2 separate regions of the Mus musculus genome follow, and region 2 is linked to region 1. The links are chromatin contacts, called in public promoter capture Hi-C maps. All regions are on one chromosome and are shown on one strand. Each heading gives the region's core, a stretch centred on a gene start, on an enhancer-like site or on the middle of the called end of the contact. The rest is flanking DNA. Distances are from core to core; before and after follow the strand shown.

What was found. Promoter capture Hi-C pulls out the DNA fragments that hold promoters and counts their contacts.
Region 2: a contact with region 1 is called in a promoter capture Hi-C map of maxillary cranial neural crest. The contact joins the enhancer-like site here to the promoter of Chmp5 in region 1. A contact is called at or near these places in 9 of 39 promoter capture datasets (the C10 cell line, the HPC-7 cell line, cranial neural crest and 6 more), 1 of 484 Hi-C or Micro-C datasets (colorectal tumor organoids), 2 of 115 datasets of contacts at active chromatin or transcription factors (bone marrow-derived macrophages and embryonic stem cells) and 1 of 9 other capture datasets (embryonic stem cells).

What each region holds. Positions count from the first base shown.
Region 1 is chr4:40,944,961-40,950,476 of GRCm38.p6, reverse strand. It overlaps Chmp5 (charged multivesicular body protein 5), which reads right to left and starts at 1,924. Exons shown (of 8, transcript NM_029814.1): 1 at 1,801-1,924; 2 at 919-1,023. The coding sequence starts at 1,869. It overlaps Bag1 (BCL2-associated athanogene 1), which reads left to right and starts at 2,183. Exons shown (of 7, transcript NM_001171739.1): 1 at 2,183-2,755; 2 at 4,180-4,308. The coding sequence starts at 2,683.
Region 2 is chr4:41,193,674-41,199,026 of GRCm38.p6, reverse strand. Ubap2 (ubiquitin-associated protein 2) reads left to right here. Exons shown (of 29, transcript NM_026872.1): 23 at 2,219-2,297; 24 at 2,494-2,699; 25 at 2,984-3,083; 26 at 3,174-3,281; 27 at 3,355-3,419; 28 at 3,502-3,693; 29 at 3,781-4,712. The coding sequence ends at 3,876. Among named protein-coding and RNA genes, the nearest start is that of Gm22888, 6.8 kb to the left of the region's middle. Within about 2 kb of position 3,961, at least 24 of the 459 cell types and tissues checked have an H3K27ac peak or open chromatin away from gene starts, as enhancers often do.

The DNA.
Region 1 (5,516 bases), core at 675-3,174:
GCAGATGGCACAAGAAGTCTCCCCTATGCTCACACTCCTGCACCTACATGTTTCTTCTGCAAGATGGCAGATGTGGAGGCTCCTTGACTCTACTCTTCCTCTTCAAGCTTCGAGCACAGATAATTCTAATGCCCAGCTGGTACATCTTAGCGCCCTTTGCAACCCATGCTCTGTATCTTCAATTCCTCTTCCTCTCCCTAGGCATTGTACTTCCACTTCCAGCCCCAACAGAGCGCACTGTGTATATCCAGTTGCTTTCCATTTAAATACAACACGTTCATCCGCTATCATGTCCTCATGTTAGAAGCCATTTACAACAGCCCACCAGCCTCCCGCTTTCAGAATCTGGGAACCTCTACATCAACCTTTGATCCCTCTGTTGGTTCTTCACGCAAATTCATCAACTACTACGATATTCTAGATATAATGCCATGTAGGTGACTTGTTATTTAATCCTCACACATTAGTATATATTATCTTCATTTAACAGATGAGAAAATTGAAGCTGAGTGATATCCTGGTTCATACTGTTAAAAAGTTATAAAGTTATGAAAAAAAAAGATACCTATACACCCATAGCCTATTAAGTAGTGTTAGTATCAGAACACTGATCTTACACGCCATATCTAGTCTAACCTGAGTAGCCAGACAACACCCGGATTCTGAGCACAACCAGCTCTCCTCTTCAGAGTCAGACCTTCTCAGCAGAGCATGCCAATTCCCATTACATGTCATCAGCATCTTCTACCTACCACATTAAAACCCAGCCTCCCTCTTGTATATGGCTGTAGCTTCTGTTCCCTGAAGAACAGGTCCTCACAAGTAGCTTCTCTTTACCAGATTTCGTGTATTTTTCTTGTATCCTTCACCAGTCAGTCCCTTCACAGTACTTCCTACAACAGTTGTCACCAGCCTTACCTTAGCAGGACCCTCTCTCATCTTCTTGATTTGATCCTTATATTTCACTAGTTCAGCATCCAGCCGGGAAATCTTTTTGTCAATGGATTCTGCCCTGCTATCCACCTTGGAAGAAAACATCACATGCAGTGGTAATTATTGTAATATGTTTACATGGAAAGGGGCAGAAAGAGAGGGATATGCAAAAGAAAAAAGGAACAATATAGCAAAGGGCAGAAAATAGGGTTTTTCTTAAGGGTGGGGAATTCCAGCCCGAACCATTGGAGGGCTTTCATAAACTCTCTCCCACCTCCTAGATTCTGATATAGCAGCCCTCTCTTGAGGAAAACGATTTGGGATTCTCTCCGCTGGCTGAGATTTCCCAAGTAGGAGAATAGTCAGTTTGGGACTCTGCATGAACGTGCGTGGAATGAACCAATCAACACAGGCTAAGATGAGATCTAAAACCATTTCCGAGATCAGGTTTAATCTGGAAGGGCCAAGATTCAGAATTCTATGCTACTCAGACCCAGGACTAAGGTACAGATATGTTAACCCTGACATGGGTAAGGGGAGAAGAGTGAAAAAGGGTTTTTAAAAGGCCAGGTTAGACAAAGTGGGGTGTAGTGACATAGGGTACGTAGGTTGGAATGTGGGAACCAAAGCGAGGAAGAAGGGGTGGGGCACAGTGGGCATCGGAAAGAGCTAAGTGCAGTAAGGGCGAAAGAATGATGAGATTAGACTGTCTGGTCTCTGGGGTCAGGAATGACCTGGAAAACAGGGATGAAAGGGGTGGGGATGAAGAAGACTCAGGTTTAATGGGCCCGAACCAGGAATGGGGTGGAGTACGAATTCGGGATGGACGGGTCGGAGTGTCAGAGGTATGCAAAGTCAAATGCCCACCGTCCCAATGCAGTCCGTCAAGCTAGGTGGCGGAGCCTTGGGTTTCGCTTTTCCGAAGAATCGGTTCATCTTGGCCGGCTGCGAGGAAACCCAAACACTGGAGGAAAACCAGAAACGGAAGCGTAGTCGCTCTGGTGTCAATTTCCGGCTTCCCCCACCCCATGCGCAGGCGCAGAGTGCTCGCCCGAGTCTCCCGATCCCTTTTCCGTGTTTTCAGCTCCTCCTTCCGGAGAAGGAGCGCGGAGCTCTGGGAGAGGTGGAAAGACTTCTGAAGGAGGGGCTTATGAGGAGGGATAGGGCGGTGCCTTGGCGGAGTGGGTGGGGCTTAGACGCGGCTGGGCGGATAGGGCGGGGCCTGAAGCAGGGTCAGTTCCGAGGGCGTGGCGAGTAGATGGGGCGGAACTGGTGAGTAGTGGGGCGGGGTTGCAAGGCTGCGCGCCCGGTAGCCACCGCTGCGCTGTGAACAAACGCGGCCTGGCGGGTCGCAGCGCCGCGCGGCGACCGCGAGGCGACCGGGAGCCGCTGGGACCCAGGCTGCGCGCCCCTCGGCCTGCCCGGGAGCCGCGCCAGTCGGAGTCCCGGGCCGAGCGGGGCTTGCCTCCCTCTCAGCGTTCCTCTGTGCGCAGTGCAGCCAGCGGGCATGACCGATCCACCAGGGGCGCCGCCGCCGGCGCCTGCAAGCCGCGGGTGAAGAAGAAAGTCCGGCCCCGCTCTTCTCAGAGCGAGAAGGTAGGGAGCAGCAGCAGGGAGTTGACTAGAAGTAAGAAAGTGACCCGTAGCAAGAACGTGACCGGGACCCAGGTAGAGGAGGTGACCAAGATCGAGGAGGCGACCCAAACCGAGGAAGTAACTGTGGCAGAAGAGGTGACCCAGACCGACAACATGGCCAAGACCGAGGAGATGGTCCAGACGGAGGAAATGGAAACACCCAGACTCAGCGTGATCGTCACCCACAGTGAGCGCCAAGGAGGGTTCCGTAGATCGGGTTGGGATATGTGGGTTTGGCCACATGTAGTCTTGGGAGAAAGAAACATGGGTTCTTGGCTATATATATTTGGGGATGTTTTTGCTTAGGGCTGGTGTCAGGACATCTTTCCCTGTGGCCGGTCCCTGGACACTTATTGGATCCTCTATTTGGAAGCAAAGTTGAGTGTGTAACGCTAGTAATCGTGGGTCTTTGTGTCAGGCTTATATTAGGCCTTCTTGTGTGTAGAACTTCCGTGGTTCTGGACATCCACCAGTGTAAAGAGTACGAACTTGGTGCGTGATCCCGCTGTTCCTTATTTACTGAGTAGTGTTTTTGTTGGATGTCATAGAACCGCAGGTTCAATGGGCCGTGAGTCCAAGAGTTACTTTCTGGACATCTGGTTACATCAACACAGAACTAAAAACCTTGGGAAGTACACGAGAAAGCTGAAGCCATGACATTTCCTTAGAATCAGTTAGGAAAGACTAACAACAAACTTTGCTACCTAAACCATGGCTCTATATCCAGCAGTTTTATGAAACTTTGAGATGAATCCCCACCCCCACCCCCCCAAAGGCCTCTTGATGTCTGATCTGTGAGGCACAAATAGGAACTAGGACTCCTTCTGACTCTTGACTGGTTGGGAGCGCAATCTAAAGGTGGATTTGAACTCCACTTACTTAGAAAAGATTGAGTACCTGTTTTAAAACAAAAGAAAAAACCTCTCTGTTGTTGGATTGGTTTCGTTTGTTTGTCTTTGCTAACTAACCATTAACTATGGTGTACATAGGTGTACCCAGTATGAAAGACTTGGAGGAAAACAGTCCCTTGCTGGTGACATCAGGGAAAACAAGACCAATGCCATAGAGACAATAGGACAGCCATGCCACACATGAGGCAGGCAACTTGTGATAGAAAAGTGTGGGCTTTGATGCAAAGCTGGATGCAAGGTCAAATTCTGAGTCAGCAGTTGAAGGTTTCCCCGAGCGAGTCTTAATTAGACTGATAGCTGTTTTCTAATGGTGTCCTGAGGTTTTGAGATAGTGCATAGAACAAGTCTTGTACCGTTTATTCTGTATAATTGCTTAAGATATCAGCCATCGTTAAAATAGTTTTTTTTTTTTTATGTTAGAGGAAACAAATCCTCAAGACAAGCTTTGTAATGGGTAGCGTATGGATAGATGCAAGTGTGACCCTACCCTGAGCAGCCTGACAACCCCTGGATTCCCAGCACAACCGAGCTCTCCTCTCCAGAGTCAGGCCTTCTCAGCAGAACATGCCCGTTCCCATTATAAGCTTCTGAACGTGTGACCAGCATCTTCTACCTAGCTGAATTCAATCTCAGCTCCATAAGAAAACATCAGCTTAGAGTTAGGTTGATGAATGCTCATTGAATGCTTTTCTTTCTCCAGGCAATGAGAGGTATGACCTTCTTGTTACCCCACAGCAAGGTAACAGTGAGCCAGTTGTCCAAGACTTGGCTCAGCTTGTTGAAGAGGCCACAGGAGTTCCACTACCTTTTCAGAAGCTCATATTTAAGGGTAAGTGGTTTTCATTCATCTTTGAGTACTTATGGCTAAAAGATTTACTTTATTTACTAGGGTTTTTTTTTCTTCATGACAAGGTCCCTCTGTGTAGCCCTGGCTGTCCTAGAACTCACTATATAGACCAGGCTGGCCTTGAACTCACAGGGATCCTCCTGCGCATCAGGCGCCTGAGTGCCGGGATTAAAGTCCCTTCCCGGCAAGGGCAGATTTTAAAACTGCCTGGTCTTCCCTGACTTTTGAGTTTTCTGTGTGTGGATGGATGTGTTGCCTGCTTATGTGTTTGTGTACCGCGTGTGTGTGTGCAGTGTCCCCGAAGGTCAGGAGAAGATGTCAACTCCTCTGGAATTGGAGTTAATAGAGGGCTGTGTGTCACCATGTGAGTGCTGGAACCTGCACCCAGATCCTCTGCAAGAACAAGTGCTCTTAACCACGGAGCCAGTTTTCCAGCCCCCATCTTTCAGTTTTCAAGCCAGAACCATTTTCTTTCATTTCTTTATTTAACAAATATTAAGGGACCAGTCTACACTAGACTTTGAAAATATCTGGATTTGAAGTAACATAATGACAGACAGAATTGCTAAGATTTAGATTGACAGAGAGAGAGATCTTTGCCTTTTTTCCCCTGGGTGGGAGAGTGGTGGTCTGTTACAGCCCAAGCTGTCTTGGAACTGGCTATGTAATATACACTGTCAAGCCCTATGTCTTTTTCTTTTTAAAACATTTAATGTCTGAGTTTTAATTTTATCTTTCAAAATTGAGAATGGCAGCACACACCCATAAGCCCAGTACTCTGGAAACTAAGACCAGCTCCATGCCAACTGGGTGCAGTTAGTCTGCCATGCCAGCTCCATGCCAACTGGGTGCAGTAGTCATGCTCTGTCAGAGAAAAGGAAGTGGGGAAGCATGGGAGGAAAGGAGAAGGAAGGAGAAAGGAAAGAAAAGAAGCTCAAGTTTCACAGTAGAAAGGCCAAAGAAGAAAATGTTCCCCTGGATAAAGCTCCTTATTCATTTTTTTAATGGTACTGCAGGTCAATCAAACATGCTAGGCAAGAACAAACCACTAAGCTCTAGCCTCAGCCCAGTGTTTCACATTTTTCTTTTTATAACATTGAGTTTGCCAGCATTCGTTGAAGTATCCTGAGGGAAAGAAGGAGCTTTCATGACTACAAAATCTTTTATTATACAGAAATTATGTTAGGGCT
Region 2 (5,353 bases), core at 2,712-5,211, 250 kb before region 1:
ATGAGGGACTCTGGAACCCTGAGCATTCACTGTAAGACATGCATAGCTCGTACCAAATGTATTATCTTATTTTCCTGCTCCATTAAAAACAAAACAATACAACAACAAAAACAACCAAATACTAAAAACAGCTGAACATGGAGATATGTTCCTGTAATCCTGGCATTTGAGAGACTAAGCTTGAGTTCAAGACTAGCCTAGAAGCCGGTGATGCACACCTTTAATCCCAGCACTAGGGAGGCAGAGGCAGGCGGATTTCTGAGTTCGAGGCCAACCTGGTCTACAAAGTGAGTTCCAGGACAGCCAGGGGTATACAGAGAAACCCTGTCTCGAAAAACCAGGGCGGGTAAAAAAAAAAAAGACTAGACTAGGCTACATTCTGAGAACAAACTTATCATACAATCTAAGACTTGTGAGTTGTGCCTGGAAATGTCATACTGTCTTCCTCTCATGCTTGGGCACAGGGCTGCATTCACGAGGAGAGCATTGCTGTTCTGCCCTAGGAGGAGGAGCAGCGTACCCTGGCTGACTTTATAAAGTATCATCTGGGTCTAGCCTTCGCCCTTACTTACAAGAATGCTGGCCCAAGTGCTGCTACTACTTCACCTCGTCCAGGGTTGTCTGTCCTCTGACCCTGGGCCTAGGAATAAAGTAATGGATACTGTGGGAAAGCCACCGTGAGATGAGAAGCAAGGAAGCAGGGGCAGGCCATCTCCACACAAGCAAGAGTGCCCTCTAGGTAGACAGTCTCAGCCTTATACTTTGTAGGGAATCTGTCAGTCACAGACACAGAATGTGGTCTTTGATGTTCTCAGAGGATGTGACTGCCCGGGCACGGGCTGCCTGTGCTTGCTGTCGTGCCTACTTCTTGCCTACACCCACTCCTGTTGCTGGGTTCCTTGTCTTCTGCCAGGCCGCCCAGAGTGAGCCGCTGCAGGTAGCGCCTCCACTTGATCGAGTGGAGTCCTGTCTGAGGGAGAGGCTGGCTGAGGGTCTGTTGAGTCTAACAGGATGTAGAAGGACCCCTGGGTAGCATCCAAGATAGCCTGAAGTGACACTCACAGCTGCATCTGTCCTTAGGGGCTTTTCTTGCCTCTCCACCCATACCATGAGTCTCCTTTTCCTTGGATTTTCTGGGTATACAAGTTGGGCTAGGATTTCTGCAGATGCACCATTGTGTGCCTAACCACAGGACAGAAGCCATCGTATCCCTGCAGCTGAAGTGTCACAGTTGTAAGCCGCCACATAGGTTACTGGAAGAGCACCCAGCTTTTTTAACCACTGAGCCATTTCTCCAGCCTCTCCCTTTTCTGTTTTAAAAGTTATATCTTAGAGGACATCTTTAGAGAGTCCGCAGTGGAAACAAGCTTTACATTTTTTCTTGGGTCGTGTTTAGCCTTTCTTTGGGGCTAAACTGCTGCCTTTGGATTTCCTTGTCTGTGAAGGTGCTCCCTTGTGGGCCTCCTTCCTACTAGTCTCCTTTGTCTCCAGCTAGTCCCTGCAAGTTCCTTGTCATTTGGCTAGTTCTTTTTGCCTCTTAGAATTCTGGCTGAGGATTCCATGTTTTCTTGGAGTTTGCCTAGACCTGCAGCCTAAGGAATGTGAGAGCCATTCCCAGCTATGTGTTCTTGACTAGCGTGACTCAGCTCAGACGGCCCAGGGCCCTGGGTGGTGAGGGCCAGGGCAGAGTTTCTTCCTCCAGAGTGCAGCTTTGGTGGCCTGTGTTTGCACTGTTGTACCTGCCATTCTCCCCTGCCATTTAGCTCTGTTGCTGTAGCTAAAGGAGTTGGCAGAAGCTAGACCCATGGTCTTATGCCTGCCTAGCATTGCTTTCTGCCCCTCTTTAAGTCTCTTAGGCTTGGCCTCTTTTACCATTCCCATGGCTGTTCCTTTAGTCTCTCACTCAGTAAGGACCAGTACAGTTGGTTTGGCCTGTAGCATTTACCAAGTCTCCGTATGTGCTGTGAAAAGAGTTGTGAGATTGATTGTGTCTGGTTCAGGCATTAGGGTTTGGCAATCTGCCCACATGCTGTCAGCTAAAGCAGAGGTTCTGAGCTGCACACACCCAGGGTACTGTCATACATGCAGCTCTCTGGACAGCTGCCTGTTCTGGGAGTGTGGCATCACCCAGAGTGTGCATACATGTTCTGCCACCTGGATCTGCTCTCTGGGGATGGGGTGAGACCATTGCTCAGTGAGTCTCCTTGGTCTTTCCTAGGATTACTATGGAATTCCCTTTGCAGCACCCACAGCCCTTGCCAGCCGAGATGGGAATCTAGCTAATAATCCATATTCAGGTTAGTTGGCTCAGCGGGCAAGAGTTGGGGAGGTGATGGGCTGTCCTGTCTAGCCACAGGAGGCCAGAAGGTGGATGAGGCGGGCTGAGGCAGTCTTTGAAGGTGTGAGTACTTGAGCTGGCAGTATGAGCTATTCCTGTTTGTAACAGCTAGCCTGGCCTTTCCCCTGGTAATACAAGGGTCGTTGTTCTTCTAGGTGACGTCACAAAGTTTGGCCGAGGAGACTCTGCATCCCCTGCACCTCCAACGACCCCAGCTCAGGCCCAGCAGAGCCAGTCTCAGACCCACCACACGGCCCAGCAGCCCTTTTTGAATCCTGGTCTGCCACCTGGCTACAGCTATACCGGCCTCCCCTACTACACAGGCGTGCCCAGTGCCTTCCAGTATGGGCCTACTATGTTTGTGAGTATTTCCTGGGCTATGGGTTCTTCAAAAGTTGAAACTTTGGGGATGTTTTCCAGCATCTATCAGCAGCAGATGATGCAGCCACGAGCCCATTGAGTTGCAGCCAGCCTTGGTTCAGGGGTCAGATTGTATTTCCCAGCTCCTTTAGATTCATCATGGATTGCACTTAGGAAACTAGTGGTTCTCTGCGTTCTGACTTATTTTTGCCTGACGCTCAAGCCAAGGCTGATCTCCTCTTTGCATTATTCTTACACTCAAACCTCGCCTGTTTGTCCAATCAGGTCCCTCCAACCTCAGCGAAGCAGCACGGTGTGGCCCTCAGCACTCCCCCGACCCCTTTCCAGCAGGCCAGTGGCTATGGGCAGCACGCTTACAGCACAGGTAAGGACTGCATCACTCCCAGTACTGAGCGGCACATGCTCAGAGAGACCTGCTTAGCCCACACATGCCTCTTGTGCCCTGTCATCCTAGGTTATGACGATTTGACCCAGGGGACGGCAGCAGGAGACTACACCAAGGGTGGCTATGGTGGATCATCTCAGGCACCAAACAAGTCGACTGGTTCTGGGCCTGGCAAAGGTAATGTCAGCTCCTCTCCGGGACTGGAACCTGGAGTAGTAGTCTCCTGTGTGACAGCTGTTTTTTTTCCTAGGAGTGTCAGTATCTTCAGGCACTGGCTTACCTGATATGACTGGTTCCGTCTACAACAAGACACAGGTGAGGTCGCACAAAGGTGGGCACAGTTAGATGGGCGAAGAGTGCAGTTCAACCTGACGGCATTGCCATCTTTATCCTACAGACTTTTGACAAGCAGGGATTTCATGCCGGGACTCCTCCACCATTCAGCCTGCCGTCTGCCTTGGGCTCCACCGGGCCCCTGGCCCCTGCAGCGGCCCCCGGCTACGCGCCTGCCCCGTTCCTGCACATCATGCCGGCCCACCAGCAGCCCCACTCCCAGCTGTTGCACCACCACCTACAGCAGGATGCCCCGGTGAGCGCAGTGATGGAGGCAGCCTCCCCACGTGGGGCCTGGGGTTCTGTTCCAGCCTTTATAGCCTTTTCTCCTCTTCCTCCTCAGAGCGGCTCTGGTCAGCGCAGCCAGCCCAGCTCCCTTCAGCCCAAGTCTCAAGCCTCCAAACCCACCTACGGCAGCGCTCCATACTGGACAAACTAGACCCTGAAAAGGAGGGGGTGGGCTCTGGGCAGGAGGGAACACATGGAGCACCTTCCTGGAGCCCCGTGCCCTTGCTGGGATCCTGAGACAACTGTCAGCTGAGCCCTGTGGGAAGCCTGCCTCCCAGACCCTCTGCTGTGTGTAATGTATTTATGTATGTACTTGTAAATGTGATACAAGCCTGGAGGAGCTGGGCTGTGGTCACGGGTAGCACACAAGTGTGTGCTCCCAGTCCAGACACCCTTACCATAGCCAAGTAGGCCCCACTCCGACCCCTCTGCCTTCAGATCTTCCATGTGGCCCCAGCTCAGTGGGCTGCTGGGTGTGCCACTGAAGGACTGGTGGTTTGGGGCCAGGTCAGTACCAATGAAGAATCACGACTTATCTCATTCCCTGTGAACCATTATGTTTTCTCCTCTGTAATTACTTCATCCTTGTGTTTGAAAAACTGATCCTTCTGTCATTTGTCATGGTCCCTCTTCTAACAAATCTTAATCTGGAAACAGAAGAAATAACCCCTGTCCAGCAGAAGCCTGTCCGTCTGCGCACAGCAGAAGCCTGTCCGTCTGCGCACAGCAGGGCTTCCGCTTTGGGTCTGGTCCTGCTCTGGGGACTTGTCTTTCTAACCAACATTTAAAAACAAAATCTGCACTAGGTCTCAGAGATGTGCAGCCAGTCAGCTCCCTTATAAAGAAATCAAAGATCTGCTTCCATCCATCTCAGTGAAAGCCTGTCTGCAATCAAAGGCTCCCCCATCCCAGTTGTCCTGAGCCAGGTGGACAGCTGTTTCAGGGTTTTCTCTCACCCAAACTCCACCTAATAAAATCCTGAGAGCATTCTTGGTCTCCGTGTTCTGGCTAAGGGGGTGGCTTGGGAGAGGCACTGCCTCACAGGGAGGGTCACTTGAATTGCTGTTCCCTTCTTTCTTCAGGGCCTAAGCTGGGCCTAGTCAATAGTCAAGTTCATGGGCCCAGAGAACAGAGTGCTGAGATAGTGCTGTCCAAACCCCACCTGCCTAGTCTGGGAAGAAGCCGAGTGCCCAGACTCAGAGCTGGAGAGCTGCCGCTGACAGTCACCTGTCCTACCACTGCCTGTGGCTGTTGGTTAAGTCAGAGGTTGGGGGCAGGGAATATTCAGTACCCTGAAGTGTTGGGGCTCTCCAGCTCCACTGTGTGAGACCAGGCTAGAGGAAAGAAGAGTGTGCGTGCCTCATTCAGGATGTTTTAGGTGGGCTCCTTAGGTAGGCAGGGGTTTACTGAGTTTGAGACTGGACATATCTATATGTGGGACACTTTTTTAAAAAGCAGTTCTTTAATGGTCTCAACGTTTTGGGGGAGAATTGGTGATCACGGCATAGTTAGTGATCAAGCCATCAGACACTTAAAGGTTTTGACCCATAGTTAAGGCAAGCATCTGACTGAAACGGGCCCCCGTTTTCTCCTTGCGCCTTCTTCTGCCACCTGAGTGTGCAGACTGA